3 separate regions of the Mus musculus genome follow, and all the other regions are linked to region 3. A link is a contact called in public Hi-C and promoter capture Hi-C data. All regions are on one chromosome and are shown on one strand. The core of a region is the stretch at or near the end of the contact, and the rest is flanking DNA. Distances in the headings are between cores, read along the strand shown.

The links. A called contact is a pair of places that touch in the nucleus more often than the background predicts. Capture Hi-C pulls out chosen DNA fragments and counts their contacts.
Region 1: a Hi-C map of liver shows a contact between it and region 3, with 2.4 times the contacts expected there. The contact joins the enhancer-like site here to the promoter of Ldb3 in region 3. A contact is called at or near these places in 10 of 39 promoter capture datasets (the 3T3-L1 cell line, cranial neural crest, embryonic stem cells and 5 more), 3 of 484 Hi-C or Micro-C datasets (embryonic stem cells and liver), 3 of 115 datasets of contacts at active chromatin or transcription factors (embryonic basal ganglia, embryonic hindbrain and embryonic stem cells) and 2 of 9 other capture datasets (embryonic stem cells and liver).
Region 2: a contact with region 3 is called in a promoter capture Hi-C map of pancreatic islet. The contact joins the promoter of Npy4r here to the promoter of Ldb3 in region 3. A contact is called at or near these places in 2 of 39 promoter capture datasets (liver and stem cell-derived epiblast-like cells), 1 of 484 Hi-C or Micro-C datasets (embryonic stem cells) and 3 of 9 other capture datasets (adipose tissue, embryonic stem cells and pancreatic islet).

What each region holds. Positions count from the first base shown.
Region 1 is chr14:34,238,434-34,242,145 of GRCm38.p6, forward strand. It overlaps Shld2 (shieldin complex subunit 2), which reads right to left. Exons shown (of 10, transcript NM_001360074.1): 8 at 2,854-3,082; 9 at 405-520. Among named protein-coding and RNA genes, the nearest start is that of Syt15, 20 kb to the left of the region's middle. Within about 2 kb of position 2,453, at least 9 of the 459 cell types and tissues checked have an H3K27ac peak or open chromatin away from gene starts, as enhancers often do. A contact at or near this core is called in liver, where this site is marked.
Region 2 is chr14:34,150,735-34,154,269 of GRCm38.p6, forward strand. It overlaps Npy4r (neuropeptide Y receptor Y4), which reads right to left and starts at 1,685. Exons shown (of 2, transcript NM_008919.4): 1 at 1,526-1,685.
Region 3 is chr14:34,587,303-34,591,346 of GRCm38.p6, forward strand. Ldb3 (LIM domain binding 3) reads right to left here and starts at 1,305. Exons shown (of 15, transcript NM_001039074.2): 1 at 1,075-1,305. The coding sequence starts at 1,167. It also overlaps a transcript of Opn4 not described here.

The DNA.
Region 1 (3,712 bases), core at 1,203-3,702, 350 kb before region 3:
ATGACCATCTGAGAGGTGGGATCCGTCTGCCTTCTTCTGGCCCTGACTGGCCCTGGCATCACAGTTGAAGATCTTAAAAAATCCAGTCATAAATTCATTTCAATGCATGGAGCTACACACTTCTTTGTTTCTTTTTAACTATGATGAGACTAGAATCCTGTATCTTTGCTGACCAATTAGGAATTTAGGCTAAAGAGATCAGGTGCTTACTTTATTCATGTATGAGACAGATGTAGTGAGCTCTCACCTTCTAACTTATGTAAGCTTGTATGTCTCACTCAAACTCAACTTCCCACTTTTATACTGACGGGGAACAGCTTTATGTACAGCACTGTACTCTTGGTGCTCCGACTGCTCCTGCGAATGGTTTCATAGAACACCAATGGATGGTGTTGCTGTTTTACCTATTACTCTGTTGAGGCAATCTGGAGAAATGTTGAGAAGAATCTGCTCCATCATCTTTGACCCAACATGGACACAAGTATTATATCTTCCATCAACTATGGTCATTAAAGCCGGCCTACAAAATAAACAACAAAACTTAGAATCAGACTCATAAGTAGTAAAGACAAAATGTGACTACAGACATCACACCTTCACCCACATAACTCCAGGCTCTCTTACCCTAGACCCCAGTCTCTTTCTGTCCACCTCTGCCTCTGTGTCTGTCTCTCATCTGCTCTTATTCTCTCTCTTGCTCTCTTCCACTCTTTATTTGAACAAATACAAACTGAGTCTCTATTATATGCTAATGCTGTTGTACACTCATGACAAGAAAAATCTGGTTCTTCCATCCATGGAACTTGGGAACCTGATAGGAAAGGGGGTTTTGTCTGTTGGTTTGTTTGCGCGCGTGTGTGTGTGTGTGTGTGTGTGCATGTTTTGTTTTATTTTGTTGTTGCTACTGTTCTAGCTGGTTGGTTGGTTGGTTGGCTAGTTGGCTGGCTGGTTGGGATTTTTTTTTTTGGTTTGGTGCTAGGGATCCAATTCAAGAGCTCATGTGTGTTGGTCAAATGCTGCACCACTGATCTTTACATCTAACTCCAAGATTAGAATATATATATACATATAATCATTGAATTATATAGTTAAAATTCTTTTTTTTTATTTTATTATATGTGAGTACACTGTAGCTGTCTTCAGACACTCCAGAAGAGGGTGTCAGATCTTGTTACGGATGGTTGTGAGCCACCATGTGGTTGCTGGGATTTGAACTCAGAACCTTCGGAAGAGCAGTCGGTGCTCTTAACCACTGAGCCATCTCACCAGCCCTATAGTTAAAATTCTTAAATATTTTATTGTGTGTGTGTATGGAGGACATGTGTGCACATACTATGTGTGAGTTAATATGATGGCACAGGACTTATTGCTCAATAATGTTTTTAAAAGATAGTGTACAATTAACTACAAATTGCAAGGCATGTATCTGAGGCCTGCCTGGGCTACATAGCAAGACCTTGTCCCATCACCCCTAAATATGTTACATAAAATGAATCAATACTTCATTTTGAAGGTCTTTAACTACTAACAAGTCCATTTCATTATGTTTGTTGTATACCATGAACCTTAATTCAATCTTCAGCAATCCACAAAGCAATAGTGAACTTCTGATCAGGCCTGGTGGCGCAGGCCTTTGGTTCATTGAGAGGCTGACACAGGAAGATCAAACTTTAAGGCCAGCTTGAGCTACAAAGTAAGTTCAAGGAGGCCAACCTGGGTAATTTAGTGAGACCTTGTCTCAACACAAAAGGTAAAAACAAGAATTACATAGAGCATTTGCCTAGAATAAGGCCTTACATTCAATCATCTGGATTGAAAACTAAGAAAAAAGGTAAGCTTTACTCCCTTGTTTTTATTTGTTTACTTTACTCATTCTGTTGTAGTTACAAGGTCTTGCTACGTCTCCTGGCTGGCCCCGAGCTTGAGGTCTTACTTTAGCCTCCTGGTACTGGGGCGGCCCACAAGCAGCACCAGGCCCAGCTTCACTCCCTTATCTCTAACAAACGCAGTATCTGCACCACATACAGGTTTCCTGTCCTTGCCTCTCTGCATCGTCTGTATGTGTGCCACAACAAATGAACTGCTGAATGCAGACGGACGTGGAGGTGCGTGAACATCAGGCTGACATAGGACTATTAGTTTGAGACCGGCCTGGGCTGCCTAACAAGACCTCGTCTAAAACAACACAAAAATAAATAGATAAAACAAAAATACTGAATACACATGTGCTTCCTCTTGAGACATTTAAATATTTATAAATAATAGGAAAGGACATAAAACATGAGTCACTTCCAGTCCTTTGTAAAGGACTGCAATTTTATGATTCTAAAAACCAATTATTCAAGACTCTGAACACTGATCTGAAAGCAGCGTGCTCTTCACGGAGTGAGCTGGTTAACACTTTCACCAGAGAACATACACTGACCAGCTTATCATTCACTTCTAAAGTAAAGGTGGAAACGGAAGCACTGAAGGCTAAACAAACATTTCCCAGCCTCCGCAAACAACCCGGGAGAGATCACACAACACTTTAACCTTTACATTGTCGTTATATACCAAGATGGGGAAATGAGTTCTGGATAAACTGTCAGATGTTGGTTACAAGTAAACAGTCCTCAGGATGGTTGTTCAAAGAAATTAAGATCTAGTTAATTCTTTAAAATAGTCTGACTCATTACTGGCAATTCTTGGTTTCATAAATAGTTATTTGTCACTTAGGGAAATTTTATTCTCCTCTTAAGTTCTTGGTTAGTTATATTATAAAGGGTTGGTATCTATGTTCTTAGTCATGTCCTGTTTTATGCAATAGGTAGTTTCTATCAGACCAACGAAATATCATTCTTTACATCTTACCTATAGAATATTTTTTTCCCAACAAATGGCAGGCAGCTCAGACACTGTCTGTAGATCCTGTTCTCATCTGTCTCTAGTTCTGACCCACAGTGTGCACAGCCAGCATACACAATACTGGGAAGAGAGGAGAAGATGCTCTGCAGAGTGCTGCGAGCATTCAAAGCTATCTTCTGAGCTGCTGCAGCAGAAAACACCAGCTCTGAAACCTTGGCTTTAATCAGAACCACTCCTACATTAAAAAAAAGAGAGAGATAATATAATTATTTGATTCAACAATAACTTTAACTGACAAACACAGCTAGCAATATGGTTCATTTACAGTCACACGATAAGCTGCACCAAGGTCTTGCTCTTGGAATTCATCCCTGCCTACAGGATCTCAACTTACTTACAGCTTCCATAAAGAATATAATGGAGGACTTGCCTGCAGCTGAGTGAGTTCTGGGTTCCCATTCAAAAAGGAATTAAGAGCAAGGTGGCGGATGTGGTTTCTTTTGTCATTAACTGTAACCTCAAGCATGTTAACTAACAATGTATTCATCTACTAAACATATATTGAGTATCTACAACATCTACTATGATCTTTGATCCTACCTTACTTTTGCCTTTCTGCATACTAACAAAGCCTACGAATCTATCTGAATATGACTCTCCTCTCCATACTCATTTAAGGTTTCTTTAAGCCTTCAGATTTATTCTTTGCTCTTTTGTTAACCAGCTTTTTGTCACTAAAACAAAGATTTTGGCATAACATAATAAAAGCAGAGCGATATATTTGGGCTCCTGGTTTCAGAGGTGTCAGGGTAGCCATGGTAGAAGGGACAGCACAGCAAGGCAGTTTTCATCACAGCAGCCAGGA
Region 2 (3,535 bases), core at 435-2,934, 440 kb before region 3:
GCTGAGGATCAACCCTATGCACAGCCAGTGATTAGCTCAGGATCATTCAAAATGGACCCCATGTGCTTCCTCCACCATCCGCCCAAAGATGAGGCTCCAGATAGACACAGAAAAGGCTGTGGCAACAAACATCCAAACGTCACTGCTATGAGCAGACTCCCGTGGACAACCTAGGGGATGCCTGGCTTGGAGAGGAGCTGAGCCCACTGAAGTAGGAGGATCAGAGTAGAGTGTTTGGGAGGAATTTTGGAAGACAGGCTGCAGATGCCTTTCCTCAAGAAGACAAGGCCTTACCTTACCCTGAGAGTTCGTGTTTCCTAGGAGACACAGGGTAGAAGATACAATTGGTTTTCATTGGCCATCCTACTAAACTATAAGCTATGCCACAGTCCCACCAGGAAGGCATTAGTGGGCTGAGCCCTATGGCTTGATCAGTAGTTGAGCTGTAAAGATGGCAAATTCGCGTGGTCCCATCTAACGCTAGCTCCAGTTAAACTTTCGTTTTTATTTTATATGTAGGCGTGTTCTGCCTGCATGTATATTTGCATACCACATGCATGTCTGGTGCTGAGATACACCAGAAAGAGAGACTGATATCTCCTGGAACTGGAGTTACAAATGGTTGCAAGCTGCTATGTGGGTGCCAGAAATCAAATCCAGGTCCTTAGGAAGAGCCACCAGTGCCCTTAACCACTGAGCCACCGGTCCAGCGCCATTGGTTCCATCTTAAGGAGGAGAGGTAGTGAGATGAGAGGCCCTGGCCAAGGTTACAGCTGTAGGAAGCAGAACTGGATCCCTGGTCAACCTGGCACCCCTCCTGCCAAACACAGATTTTTGGAAAGAAGAAAGAGAAGTGAGTTAGTGCCAACGCTGATGCACAAGTGGCCAGGAGATGTTAAAGACAGTTAAATATACCCCTCATCCATTGACAAAACCCCACTTACTACTCCTCTATGAAGCCAGGTCCCAGAGGAGCCTCTAAGGATGCTGGGATGTGGTTCAGACACGTGAAAGGGTGTCCCTGAAGCCCTCAATCCTCTGTTGGACAGTTCACTGGCCTGTCCCACAAGACCACTCAGAAAGCCCGACAATGAAATGGCCTGCCTCTTCAGCCCTAGGTCTGGAGAAGTGTTGACTTGACTCTCTCCTCCTGGTGACCACATTCACATTCCAGCGTTGCTGCCATCAAGTCCCCTAGGAACTGACAGGAGGTGATAGCCCTGGGTTGAAGGGGCGTACACCATGCAAAGTCAGTAAAACCCTGTCTGGACTTCATTTTGAACCGTGGACACAAGTGTGCAGCACCAATCCCACCCCCACCGGCACCACTGGCCCCAAAGTTCCTCTGTTCCCTTTCCTAATCAAAGGAAAAACAATGAACACGATGTGTCAATCACCCTAGGATGGACAGCTGCTGGCAGATGATCCTCTCCTAAATCCCCACAACCAGCCGCCAGTTCTGAATGCCTGCCTGCACACACTTTGACACTTCAGATAGACAGCTTACTTCCTCAGATGCACTCACCTGGCGAGGTACCAGACCACCACGTCCCAGGTGAGGAGACTGGAGCACCAAGCCCTGGTCTACTGTCTGTAGATGTGACACCAAGTCCTGGCTAGGAAGCCCTCCGGGCGCCCTGCTGCAGGGGCCTCAGCCAAGCAGCGCCCTCAGCGTCCTGGAAGATGGGTACCTTGACCTCTTGCTGAATCCCGCTGGGGCGAATACTGACTCTGCACTAGATCTGTTCCTCAGCCCCAGCCACACCGCTGGTCCTTGCCTGTGCCGGGAGTCCACACCCGCCCACAAAACTCTAGCACCGCCCACTTTGGGAGCCGCACCCACAGCCAGCCCCCAGGAGGCGAGGTGCTGGCAGCCCTAGAGTCAGACACACAAGTCAGCCTGCCACTTGCAGGCAAACTACACTGCATGTATACGCTCTAGCGCACGCTTCCTCCTCCTCTCTCTCAACCTGTTTCCTCAACCACGGAATGGACTTAAAATGTACTTTCCTACAGTGGGGAGTGGTTGCATTTTAATCCCAGACAGAACCTGGGAGGCAGAAGCTAGAGTCTCTGGGTTCCAAGAACATGGTGAAATCCTCGGGAGAAATCCAGGGATGATGGATAGACACCAGACACCTTTCATAAACTCATTCTACCTATTCAGCCCAACATGAACTGTGAGCCTTTTTGTCTGACTGTACACACAGAGCTGAATGACACAAGATCTGGTTCCGATGTCATATCATCAATTCAGAGCTCTGAGGCCTGGAGAAGCAGAAAAGAGTTAAGCACAGAAAAGGAATGAGTTAAGCTCCAGAGAGCAAGCTGACCTGTGTCCTCTTTAGATGGTGACCCAAAGAGAGGACACAGCAAGGCCTGAGGCAGGGCTGGGGGGGTTATTAGGGCAATGTGGCCAGAGGGAAAGAGGTGGGTGGGCTTCCAGAAAAACAATCAAGACAATCCTGAACAGACAGGCAGGGTTGCAGCAATGGATTCGATGATGGAGCCAGGTTATTGCTTCTAATACACTAAGGCAACCCCTCCCCCAAAGAGGCCGTGTGGTAAACTCATCTGAGCTTAGTGGACCTCCTGGGGTAACAGGATCATCCACACACAGGAACTCTTAGGTGGATCCCAGTGGAAATGGTTCCTAGCACTGTGGCCAGTGGTCCTTCAGAGGTGTACCTAAAACTGCACAGAAATTACCCTATTTATTCATCACAGCTGCTCTGAGAGCTGGGTATCCTCATCCCTGCCTCCCTGGTGAAGCAACAGGACCACAGCTGAGCCTAAAGTCGCTCCGCCCAGAAGCAGCCAGATTTGGGGCATAAACCCTGCTACGCCTTCAGGCTTCTGCTCACTGGCTGTGGTTTGTGCCTCTTACCTCTTCCTTAGGGACCACTCTCATCCCAGGTGGACAGGCTGCAATATGCTGCTTCTCCTTCAGGCCACCTTCCATGGCCCGACTGCATAATGCACTCCCACAAGCCTCCAGCTCTGCGCACAATCGAATGGGATGGCTGGACGATACCCTTGTCTCCTCACTCTGTATCTTCTTGTGTCTGTCACCATCCAGGCCTCCCATAGGTACACAAATGGAGGCAACTCTGACAGAGGAAGAAATTTATTTTACAGGACCTGATTATAATGGTAGCTCCTGGGAGGAGAACATCTGAAATCACTGGCCATTTAGAAGCCACTCAGCTCCAACAGAGAGAACCATGAACACTAGCTCCTGTGCGTATGCAGGAACTCAGACACCATCACGGTCACTGTCACCGTCCCAGGGCACTTATGAAGGGCCTGGCTGCCTGTAGAGCCTTTGGAAGCCAGCTTCCACAAGAACACATGAGAGCCACTACCAGTTTCAAAGGCCTGAGCACCCATGGGCTGGAGACTAACAAAGGAGCTAGCGGGAAGGGAAGCAAGCACCACTCCTGGGCCGGCTGCAGTGCTCACACTTACTCTAACTAGCTGTGCTCATCCAGATTCACTGGTGAGAAAACTGAGCCTTGAAAAGTGGGCTATTAAG
Region 3 (4,044 bases), core at 55-2,554:
GACTTCAGGTCTGAGGTAGAGAGGTGAAGGACACTGCCCTTCCACAAAGGCTCCTCAAAGTGCCTAGCTTAAAAGTGATAGGAGGACCAAGACTGCTTCAGAGGGAGCACTGGGCCCTCTGTCCAGGACTTCCCAGGATTCCCCACTACCACTGAGTGCTAGCCCTAGGTCCAAGGGCACTGTCTGCCACTCTATGGAAGAAACTGCAATCCAGTCATACTTGATTCCACCCTCCAACTGTACAGTGACATCCTGGAGTCTAACTCTACATCGTAAGCCCAGATCAGGCCTGCCAGGGGCTCAGCCACCAAGCAGGTTATACTAGTTCCCTGTATGCCTCCCAGGCCCCCTAAGCCATGAGAGCTTTGGTCCCACGTCTACCAGGACTTGTAGGGTGTCCTTACTTAACACATAGTGAGCAGATAGCACCAGGCTGTGGCCTAGGGGCTGGGACTACAGCAGTAATGAAACTTCTCTTCCTTCCAAGTGTGTCTACTTTTTGGCCTCTCTGGGCCTCAGTTTCTCCAAATCACAGGAGCTGTCCCCATCACCCCTGACATTCAGTGTTACTTCCATTGGACAGTGCTGTCTCTCCTGGACTTACATCCGACAAACAGTAGGGCAGCAAGGACAACACGCTGTCCCTCTGTCTACCTGACTGGCACTGCCTTCCTCCTGATAGATATGCTCTTTCCTAAGCAGCTGCCTGCTTCTAGGGAGGGATTCCAAGCTTGGGGACTACCTCAAGCTTACCGTGCTGGGGAAGGCCCTGCACTCTCTACCCACAAGCTTACCCAGTCTGCCAACTCAGCATTTCTTCCTCCACTCAAAATGCCAAGCTATTTGCCCCTGACGTCTTGCTTAGATGGGCAAAGTCCAGGGAACGAGCTGAGGTGAAACAAATTGATCTGTGGCTAAGATAAGGAGACCATTCCAGCCCTGGACTTCAGACCAGGAATCGGGCAAGAGCCCTGGGGAAGACAGACAGACTGACAGACAGATGGTCATGAGTGTACCCTCTTCCAAGAATGCCCCACCCCTTTGAGAATGAGGCTGTGGGCCATGTGCACTTACCCGGGAGATAGTGAGGGGCATGTTGAAGTCCTTGCCTCCCTGCAGACGGAAGCCCCAGGGCCCAGGCCCAGTCAGAGTCACACTGTAAGACATACTGGTGCTGACAGCGGTGGCTTCCTCTGCAGGCAAACAGTACGAAGAGTCAGGTGAGAGGACCCTTATGCAGCCTATCTTCCCAGCCCCTATCTCTGGTCCTGGCCCCAGACCCCAACCCCTGGCCTTGCCTGCTGCGTTCCTTGCTGCCTGGCCAGGCTGTGCAGAGCTCCTGGGAGGCTCCTAAGAATAGCTGGGAGTGAATGCCATCGACACTGATATCTGCCCTTGCTGCGCCCATAAATGGACTGTAACCCTACACTGGGCCCGCCTGCCCATGGCCTCCCAGCCGGTCCACCATGACTCACGCAGCTAATATAGTCCCTGGGGAGGGGTGTCAAGCACCCAGAACACCCATCCCCAAGGGGCAGGCATGGAGGACTGGCCTCCCTTGTACCCTCTGCAGAGTCCACGTTCTGTGGTAGTCAGTGGGTCCACTCTGGATAGGGGTTTTGCTATTCTGTTGTCCCTGGTGGGGACCATGAGTTGGCACCTTATCCCTTGTAGGGCCCCAGTGGGGCCTTGGACTCAGCTTAGCCTCCAATGGGTCAGAAGAATGATTGGCTCCTGGGTCGCTTTTATGGGTCTGGACATAAGAATGCTCATGTAGTGGCAGGGCTTTGAACATGGCCAAGTTCAGAAAAGGACTCTTCACATCAGCTTCCACAGGGTCCTGGCACCTTGGATTGTAAAAGCCAAGTCTCAGAGAAGTTAAATCTATTCTCCAAGGTCACACAGAAAATGGACTCAGGTCCCACAGGATCCTGAGCTCATTCCAATGGGACTCATGTCGGATAATAGGCTCCTAGTGGCTATAACATCTTCCAAAGCCCTGGTCCGAAGAAGGGGGTGCTGCATGACCCCCAAGATAAAGGTCTTAGGCCAGGTCTGGGGTTGTCCCACCCCTCTAGACCCTCTGGGGCCCAGGCAGTTATTCCTGGCTCTCCTGTCTCATTTGTACCCTGGAAAACTTGACAGTAGCATGGAAAGCTACAGCTGCCAGCGTCTCACGCCAGGCTCCGTGCCCTTTGCGCAGGAATGACAGGGGGGTAGGGAGAAGTGCCATGTGTGCCATTTGTTCAGCTGCTAGGACACAGAGATAGAAGGGACAGGAGAGGGGGAAGCATGTGTGGCATGTTCAGCCCATACCCCGGTGACAGTGTGCCCTGGGCGGGGGCCTTGGCCCTTGGGACTTCAACCAGCATGATGTTTGGATTAAGATACCCCTAGAAGCCTGCCCTCCCAAAAGAGAGACTTCAGATCTCATGTGGTCTGGAGATAGATCGAGGTTCACTCAGGCTCCTCAGCTCGAGAAACTGAGTTTCAGGGAAGATGGGGTGGCTTCTTGGTGGCCCTCTCAAAGACATTAACCTGAAGGCTCAGTGCTGGCCTGAGTGTGAGTAATTTCCTAGCTGTCATAACTCCGGTCTCACACCCCAGTCCTGCCATATGTAGGGTGCACGGTAAAAGTGGTGATGTTCCAGGGTCACTTGGTAGTTTGCCCAAGGCCATGAAAATTGCAAGTGGAAGCAGTGGGGGGTGGGGGCTTGGGCTTTTCTTTGTACCATGCAACTCCACCTTCATGGCCAGGAGGCCGGACCTCCCCATCCCTCTCCCATCCCATCCTCTGTACCAGCCCATCCATCCTAACTCTCTCCTTGCTCCCCAGGGCCATCTATCTGTCATTCCCAGCTGGGGAAGATCCAGCCAGGAGGCATAACCAGAAAGAAAGGGCAGACCTGGTCCTGGAACCCCATCGATGTTGTACCTGGAGCCGAAGGCTCTTTCTCTGGCCTCTGGCACTGCCTGGTGGCTTCTGGTTAAGGAAAAGGTGGTAGAGAGATGCTCTTAAAGGGGAAGGCCAGCCTCCCTTGGCCTCCCCTGGGAGATCCAAAGCCAGTTGGAAAGCAGCTAGTACACAGAGACTGGGCGGAGCTCCACACGTCACTGGGGAGGGGTGCATGGGCCATACTGGCCTTTGTCCCTCCTCTATTTTGCTTCCCATATAGTTTGAGATGGGTTTTTAGGAGTGAGAGTTAAATCTGGAAATCTAGGGGTCAGAATAAAGAAACTGCTGGAGGCATGAAGACCAGGCCCTGTTCTCTTCACTGACGCACCAGGAGACATGCTTATCACTAGAGACCCTGTTTGTTTGTTTGTTTGTTTGTTTTTATTTTCCTGTGCCTTGTCAGATCCACATCTGGAAGGAACTTGGACCGCTAACATGGAACGAGTAGGGGCAGGGTGTGCACACTTGTTGCTTGGTGTGCATGCAATAGGTACCTCTGTGCCTGCCAGTGCCCATGTACATGTGAGTGTGGGCCACAGTGAGAATGCTATGGGAGGAGCTAGAGGCAAAAAAGTATTCCCAGTGCACAAAGTAAAGTCTGTGTTCAGCTTTTGAGCCCTGGACGCGGGGAAGGGCTTTCTGAACCAATGAGATGTCCGGCCTGGTTGTGAAAGCTGGCCAAGATGTTTATCTCATAAATAAATGATGTGTTCCCCAGTGCCATCGCCATTGTCATTGTCTGGACAATCGCAGCACATACAGCGTCTGGGGAGAGGCAACCGCTGCTGGAAGGGGAGCGGGAAAAACCGGGGTTCGTGCTTCAGGCGGGGCCCAGTGTGGCTGCTGAGCTGAGTAGCGGCAGACTGTGCTTCGCGGCGTGGAAAGGGGCCGGAGATTCGTATCCAGTGTGGCACGAGTGACAGGAACACCTTCAAAGCTTCCAGGCTTGTGACATAATCCTGGGTCTGTGCATGGGATGGGGAGGTGACGGGGCTGGGCAAGTACCAGAAGAAAGGGAGGGCCAGTGGGCATCCTACATCCCGAGATCCAGACTGGGGAGGTGTCCCTTGGTCTGAAAATAAATAATA